Linked DNA regions of Zea mays: region 1 is linked to region 2. A link is a contact called in public Hi-C data. All regions are on one chromosome and are shown on one strand. The core of a region is the stretch at or near the end of the contact, and the rest is flanking DNA. Distances in the headings are between cores, read along the strand shown.

Region 1 (3,949 bases), core at 99-2,598, 210 kb after region 2:
GGGGGCGTTTCTGTCTACTTTTGCAGTGTCAAATTTCCACGTGCAATGTGAGCGTGAATTGTGCTCTGCCCGTAATCCTTAAAGCTGGGGTGGTGATAAAAAGAAGGTTCTTGGATGAGGAATGGTTGGTGGACGTTCAGTTACATTCAGCTTCTGTCCAATCTCTGAAGTTTTTCGCACGTGTCGTACGTTTTGTGTCAATGGTCACGTAGGCTCTCTTGTCCTAAAGGCAGCCGAGGTTACAGTGTCACGCTTAGCTAGTTTAAAAGAAGAGAAGATAAACTTAGAAAGAGAAAATCTTCTATAAATAATTAAATATCTTATTTAAATAATACTTGCCTCTGTTTTTATTTATTTGACGCTGCACGGTTTAACTTTATACTAACGGGCGACATATAAAAACAAACGAAGGGATTACTTCTTAGGGATTTTTACCTGATAAAAGGTAAGGATCTAATGCCCCGTTTGAATCCCTGGAATTAAATTCCATTTTAATAATAGTAATTTAGATACATATCAATTAAACTAATTCGGTTATATATAAAATATATTTGTATATTATTATTAACAAGATATCGGAAATATTTATATGTTATATTTTTACTATAAAGGAGTGAGCCGAAAAACGTCCTATAGTTTATAGAGTAAAAATAAATTCTAATGATATATAAAATTAATTCTCATCCTACACTCCATAAATTTGAGATAAGTCTATATCTAAACTTTGAAAAGTAGTGAAATGTCAAATTTCAAAGTAAATAAGATACTTTATTAAGTAAATTTTAATTCCTCTAAAATAAATGGATCTAAATGTCTCGTAAGCGTATTTGAGTTTTCAAACTAGTTACTTTATTAAGTAAATTTTAATTCCCCTAAAATAAATGGATCTAAACGTCTCGTAAGCGTATTTGAGTTTTCAAACTAGTTCTCGCACTCACGGCTGCGCATTGCGCATAAGGTGGTGACCGAGGCCCCTTCTTCCGATTTTTTTGCAATTTGACATTTTTTCGAAATAATTTCACGTTTAGATCCCTAAATGATTTAATGTTATTTTTGGATCTTTACTCGACGCCATGACTCATAGCACTGAGGTAACACGTCTCGGCGCCATGGCCTATAGTGCCGAGGTATCTTTTAGCTCGGCGTCACAGATCGTGGCGCCGAGCTAGGCCACGTCAGCTGCCAGCGTGCACCTCGGCGGCAGCTCATCAGGCATGCCGAGTAAAGAGTCCAAAAATGACATTAAATTATTATGGGGTTCAAATGTAAAATTGTTTCAGAGAAATAACTAAATTGCAAAAAATTCGGCCCCTTCTATATAAAGGCCTTCATTTCCGTTCGAAAAGCCGCGTGCAAGCACCGCAGAAACAAACAAAAAAACACCCGGGAAATCCAAGCAGCTGTTGCAACCGGTTCCTTCGAGGAGAACGTGAGAAAGAAGCATGAGGCCCCAGGTGCTGCTCGTCGCACTGGCCGTCTTCGCCGTCCTCGTAGCTCTGCCACTGGGCAAAGGTGAGGCTTGGACCTTTCGTTTAATTTCTCCATCGCCAGAACCACTTGAAACGACGGGGGTCGGTCGGTTCGGCGGCCTGGTCTTTGGTTACCGCAGCGCACGAGGAGGAGGAGGAGGAAGGGCTTGAACTCGAAGCCAGCAGGAGGCGGTGGCCGTGCTGCGACCAGTGCGGCATTTGCACCAGGTCGCAGCCGCCGATATGCGAGTGCAGGGACACGTCGACGACCGGCTGCCACCCGGCTTGCAAGGCGTGCGCCCTGTCCATCTCCGACGGCCTCTTCGTGTGCAAGGACAAGATCGTCAACTTCTGCAAGCGCCGCTGCACCCGTCGTACTGATGATGATGATGCGTGACTTATAATCTAAGTGGGCAAATAACCTTGCCAATAAATAATTTCCGTTCGGAGCTCCATTTGCATCTTTCTCAAGATGCAGACGACAGGGTTTAAATAATCAAGGCGATGCTTGCTTGCTCGTCGCCTTTTTACTCGTACAGTTTCTGAAATAAAGAGCATGGGTATGTTATGCTCGGAGATATATGTAGTCATGAGACGTAAAAGAATGCAATATACGCTTTGGTTATGTGCATCTTTAGATGCCATAGACCGAGGCATGATTATTTCGCGGTGATAGCTAATAACGCATGGCTACTTTAGCGTCTGGGAAGCTTCCAGAAGAAAGGCAAGGTAGAAGAAGACTTGAAAGAGGGGGAAACTGAGTGGCGTATGGTTTCTGTTATTTTCTTCGATGCCGTTCCAGCGTTCTCGTCGTGCCCAAGTACTGTAGGACATCCGACACCACGCCCGCACGGTGTGTCGTTCACACGGCCCAAACACACATAGCCCACTTGTACTTACACGGCCCATTGCAGCCCACTATATTTGATACTTGGACGTCGTTCCCGCGCTTGTGCCATCTTCGCGTTCGGTTCTTCAGTTGTCGACTTCTTCAACGCATCCGATTGAGCCTCCATTGATGCCTTCTCCTTGGAGCTGCTGACATTGCCCTGACCTTAAAAGCCAGCTTGCCCCCAAACTGGTGCGCCAGGGAATTTAGCGCGCAGAGCTTCAGTATCTTCCTAAGTTGCCAGTTCTTCATCCATATCGGACCACAAGACCTTCACTTGGTTGATGAGTTCACCGCCACGCATGATTATCCATCGCTGCAAGAACTGGAGAGGTACCTGTATGGCATGAACACTATGTGGCAGGTTAGGAACCAAAGTTTGGTCGCGACCCAAGGCGATTTCAGTTGGGAAACACGAAACACTAGGTGGATCGAACTGGAAGTGGGCAATTGCAGGCGATAAGCCACTGCACCCACGCGCTCAAGTATCTTGTATGGCCCAAAGAATTTGAAGGAGAGCTTATGGCTGGAACGAGGAGCAACCGATGACTGAATATACGGCTGAAGTTTGAGGTATACTGACTCTCCAACAGCAAAGGAACGTTATGAACGCCGCTTGTTACCTTGCCGCTTCATTCTGTCATGAGCTCTTGTCAAATGTAGCTTGATCACCTTTGTCATGAGCTCACACGTTCATGCAACCAGACCGCTAGAACAGGAACCCGAATAACAGCATCATCAGTTATGCCAAAGTATTTTGGTTCATACCCATATAGCACGGCAAAATGAGTATGGCCCAAAGCTGACTTGTAGCTGGTGTTGTACCAGTACTCGGCGACTGACAACCATTGCGACCATTTGGTTGGACATGTGTGCACAAAGCATTTTAGAAATGTCTCGAGGCACTGGTTCAGACGTTCGGTCTGCCCATCCGACTGGGATGATAGGAAGAAGATATGTTTAGAGTGGTGCCCGTAAGCTGAAACATTGAGTGCCAAAAATGACTAGTGAATGTTAGAGTACTCGTTTAGTGTTTAGGGTTTCTCACGTGATATAGGTAGTGTTTGGTTACTAGGGACTAATTTTTAGTCCCTCCATTTTATTCCACTTTAGTCTATAAATTGCAAAATATGGAAACTATAACTCTATTTTAGTTTTCATATTTGACAATTTAGTGACTAAAGTGGAATAAATTAGAGGGACTAAAAATTAGTCTCTAAAACCAAACACCCCCATAGATCTAGATTAGTTTTCAACTTCTCCCCTCCCTCCCCACTCCAGCTGCTGCAGTAGCAGCAGCCGCCGGCCACCCCCACCGTCGGTCGCCCCTCCCCCAACCGTCGACATCGCCTACCGCGGCGTCTCCCTCCCCAGTCCCCAACACCCTTGCTCCCGCCCGCCTCTACCTCCCCTGTCCCCCGCAACCGCCAGCAGGCCACCGCCAACCGGATCACCGTCGGAGCCCACCAGATCTTCCCATGGTGGCCCCTCCTCCTTCCCCCTCAAGCGCGTCCGCCGACGTGGCCATGGCCGCGGGCGCCGCCTCCCTGTCCAGTCCAGGCACGGCTGCCGCAGCCCGCACGCGCCGCCC
Region 2 (4,392 bases), core at 143-2,642:
ACACACACACGTTAAATTCAAAACCTTGCAGGAGTGTAGAGTAAATTCATGATGATCTAAAAAACTTTGAACTACAAATTACAAGAGTTCTATTTCTAGGTTCAGTAATTCTTACGTCAGTGGAGGATTCTGTCGCTTTCTTGGTTGTAGAGCTGCCGTAGAAATAATCTCGACCACCATAATGCACAGATGACCCAAAACATGACGTATCATAAGGTGGTGAATGTTTACCGTCCTTTGCGTACGCGGTATGACTTTTGGAAGGAGCCCATTGCGGTTTACCATCTGGACATCAAATTAATCTTTGTTCAGTTGAGATCAAAATATTAAATCAGTGTTCAGTTAATTTTCAGCTGTATCATACCCTCAATGCTTCTAAACTAACCAAGTAAAATGATCACCCCAGATAATAAACAATCCAAAGTCATGGAGACTAAGAGTTGGAGGTCAAAAGTATTTATGAGTCGACAAAACAATACCCACGCTGTATCTATCATCTAAACAAATGGCAACTATATCCTACATGATTCCCAAGATTCATCTGGGAGTGTAATTTAAAACAAAAACTCTGGGAATGTAATTATTCTCTTGATACAAAGGCTCTTCGGTTTTATTAGCACAACAGTTCCTCCTAATAGCATATAGGATAACACAGTAATAAGACGGAACAGGGTAATTCCACAACTACCTGTCGCGCCAGCTTGTGCGCTCCCGCTCTGCCCTTTGTAAATAATGCTGTACAACTCCTGATCTTTCCCATTTGCCTTGAAAACGAAAGGGAAAAAAGAAGAAAGATTTTCACTAATATATACCAACAACAAAGAAATGTTTTGAAATAAACCTTTTTAGGGATTTCATATCACCATCACTCTAAAATAATCCTCTATAATCGTGTTTAGAAACGCTACTCTACGATAATAGCACATACTTATGAAAAAGGAGCGTATCCACATTCGAAACACACCAAACTTAACAAAAATGGAAAAGGGAAAACTATGGTATACAACTAGGAACGCGCCTGTACGCGAAGAAACCCATCTGCATCATCGTAAACAATAAAGTCAAAGAAAAAAATTCCACGTCGAGCTCGAGCCTCACAACGAGACATAGCATCGAACATGAGAGGGGCGTCAAGAAACGTACCGCGGGCGCCGGCGGGTAGAACAAGCTGCTCAACGGGGACTCGGCTTCAGTGGCGGTGGCGGCGACGGCCCCGGCGCCGCGTGGAGAGGACTTCTTGGGTTCCATGGCGTGGGGCTGGTGCTGAGCAGAGGACTTCTTCGGCTCCATTTGGGGTCAGAAAGGGGACCTGCGATGGATCAGGGCACGTGAAGCGGTTGCAGGCGGCGGCGGAGGAACGGGGACTCTAGGGAACACTCGACTGCTCGCCTCGTGGCGCTCTGTGCTCCGGCCTCCATGCGTGACCCCGCATTTAAAGGCCCGGGCTGGGGACTTCGGTATGCGGTTTCGTTGATCTAGAAGGACTTGTATGGAAAAACGTAGATGTGCTTGCCCATTACTGTGTGCCCATAGGAAAACCTTTATTTAATGCATAGGCAGCCAGCCATATGTGTGTCTCCTGCATGTATGAAGGTATATATCCTATCTTCCAACAACTATTGGAGTAGTTGGGGCAGTAAACCTAGTGATGCTGCCTCAAGTTTCATAGTACGTGGCAGGGAAGCAAGAATTAACTTTTAAGTGTTCGAATATATGCAAGATTGCATGGAGAGGCTTAAACAAATAAAGGCAAAATTACTTTAGGGGCAATCATATGGTGGCAATTAGTTGATGCACGTATGTAATAAAGTACTCTGATTTAAATTATAAGAGATTTTGTCTTTCATGGACACATTGTATTTATTACGTATTTATACATAGTATATATCTAAAAACACGACAAAGACTGAATCTAGAAACAACAAAACATCTTATAATTTGAAATAGAGGGATGATTCTTTTTAACATTGTATGTCTTGTTCTTGAAGTAAGAATAGTGTGTGATGCAAGGTGGCGTAAAGGCAGGGACATAAAGAGGCAGTGTCGCAGAGATATGGCATCAATCAAGATATGCATGAATGCAGTAAAGTATTATCAATATTATATCTTGTTAGTAAGACGATGCATAGTCACAAGGGTCGAAGTGGACAGTTACACTTCAGTGATGAGCAGGTACGACAAATGTGGACAAACAACCATACATGGTGGCACGCCGATTAGGCAGGTGGTGTAGCAACAAAAGTAAACTATAGAGATAATGTGGTGGCACGTTGACCAAGCATAGAAACAAAAATGGTTGGTCGATGGTAGATATAGACATGAAGGGGAAGGTTAGTGCCACGACAACCATTTGGTGGTAGAGGAAAACAAGGACAAAGGATAGATGTGTCACGTCAACCACGATCAAAGAGCTTGACTATGTACGATGGTTGGATGGCAGGGTGGCAAGGTGTCATGCTAGGATGCATGATATTGATGTGTGTCCACTGGTGGGATGTTGTTCTTATTGAAGCACACACCCATTGGATATTGTCAGGTTCACAATACAATATGGGCATAAAATGGATACAAAGAGAGGAATAGCAATGGCACAATAGAGGCAAACTACATCCTTATGGGCATTGTAAGCCAAAGTGAGAAAAAAGGGGAAAACAAATTTTGCTAGTGAATTGATACAATAGAGTTAAACATATGTTAAAAAACTAGGGCACATCTTAAGGTGGAAGAGACTAGAGGCATAAGCAATAAAGGAAAAAAGGAAGCAACATGTCAACCTTGAGTGTAAAGAGGTTCATCAATAATAAGAGTTGAAAATGGGGGTGGTAGCATATCCATTGCATGCAAGGCAGGTAACTGGTAAGCATAGGTGGGCAGAAGGAAGGCAAGATTTGATATTGATAACAAGGACATAGTGGCGAGGGTCAAGCGGTGGGATGGCTAGGTGTCATGCAGGGATGACAAGTCACCGATGATGGTTTAAGCGGTGGGTTGCACTGACATCATGTATGAATAGTAGGTAGGACATTAAAGACATGGGAGATGATGCAAAGGAGAAGACCAATTGTAGCAACTGTAATAATGTCAAGAACAGGTACCCATAGGATGAAGCGCATGATGGATGTTGTGATGAGTTCGTGAGTGGTCTAGACCATCGTCTCCCAATCAACTTAGGTTGCTAGACCGTTGTCTTCGTATGATATAATTATTTATCTATTTTATACAGAACTCCATTACATATTAAAGATGTGACATTCATTTCTGTACCATGAGTCATCATATGTGTGATACTTGATCCCAGCACACATTTGATTTCACGCCCAGGTTTGGACCCCTCAAATCTGGGTGTGACACGAGGTGCGAGTGATGGTGTGCCACGACGAGGTGAGCGGGCCACCTGGAGGTTCCACTCCAGCAAGAAATTCAACTAAGGAAACATGAAAACAAAGGCAGGAAGGGGTTGGATGCTTCCTCATCGTGGGGTGAAGCTCAAAGCTCGTTCCACGTTGATGGGGTGTGACCTGGGTCTCGACATGTCGACAACGAGCTTCGGCAAAACCTGACAAGGTGATGACATTGGTGAGATAGGGGACTATGGCAAAAGCAAGGAAAACCATGGTGCATCCAGGTTACGCCACGCCCAAGTGAAGCTTACCGTGGTCAGAGGGACGACGAGGGCGCAATGATGACCACAGAACGATGGCTTGACATAGGTGTTGTATGTCGTGCGAGAATAGGGAAACGACTGAGCGCCTGTGCGAAATGGACGGGGTGCGCGCGGATGATCGAAGACCGTGCGATGTGGGGAGCAGGAGTGGTGGTCGCCGCCATGTCCAGTTTGAGTGCGGGGGCACGGGCGGGGGAGACGGGTGGGGAGATAAAGGAGTTGGCATGTGGGTCCTAACTGCTAGTGTGCGGACAAGGCGCGGGAAATGGCCACACCGACAAGGGGCCCAAGTGATCAGTGAGAGAGAGAGAGAGACATAGCGCGTGTGAAGTGTGATGACATCAACAAGTGGGGCTTGAACAACAGTGAGAGGGGGCGATGCGCGGGTGTGGGCCGGAAGCCAGTTGAGTTGAAACCAAAGTTTAAATTACATCAACTCATGTTGCATGACATCATGAATATATATTGTGGTTTTCATCTTTTGATGTTATTAGCTGCTGCAAAGGTAGGAACGCTTACTATATCCTTGTTCAAACATTTTTTCTATATTTTATTAAAAATATATTCTAGATTTTAAGCAACACTCTTAGTTACTAAAATGCTATAAACAATCAATGTAGCCTATACCATGTCACTTAAGATGTTAGAATTTATTAGCTACATCAAATAATCCTATGTGCGGTCATATTATTTTATAAACATGTAGTGCTTCAATAAGTATAAATGTG

Evidence for each region. A called contact is a pair of places that touch in the nucleus more often than the background predicts.
Region 1: a contact with region 2 is called in a Hi-C map of ear, with 2.6 times the contacts expected there. The contact joins the promoter of LOC100281908 here to the promoter of LOC100273482 in region 2. A contact is called at or near these places in 3 of 25 Hi-C or Micro-C datasets (ear, leaf and tassel).

What each region holds. Positions count from the first base shown.
Region 1 is chr3:184,694,621-184,698,569 of Zm-B73-REFERENCE-NAM-5.0, forward strand. LOC100281908 (Bowman-Birk type trypsin inhibitor) reads left to right here and starts at 1,349. Exons shown (of 2, transcript NM_001154827.2): 1 at 1,349-1,512; 2 at 1,610-2,011. The coding sequence starts at 1,443. The coding sequence ends at 1,866. It also overlaps a transcript of LOC100381673 not described here.
Region 2 is chr3:184,488,079-184,492,470 of Zm-B73-REFERENCE-NAM-5.0, forward strand. It overlaps LOC100273482, which reads right to left and starts at 1,393. Exons shown (of 6, transcript NM_001320079.1): 1 at 1,144-1,393; 2 at 686-764; 3 at 116-285. The coding sequence starts at 1,290.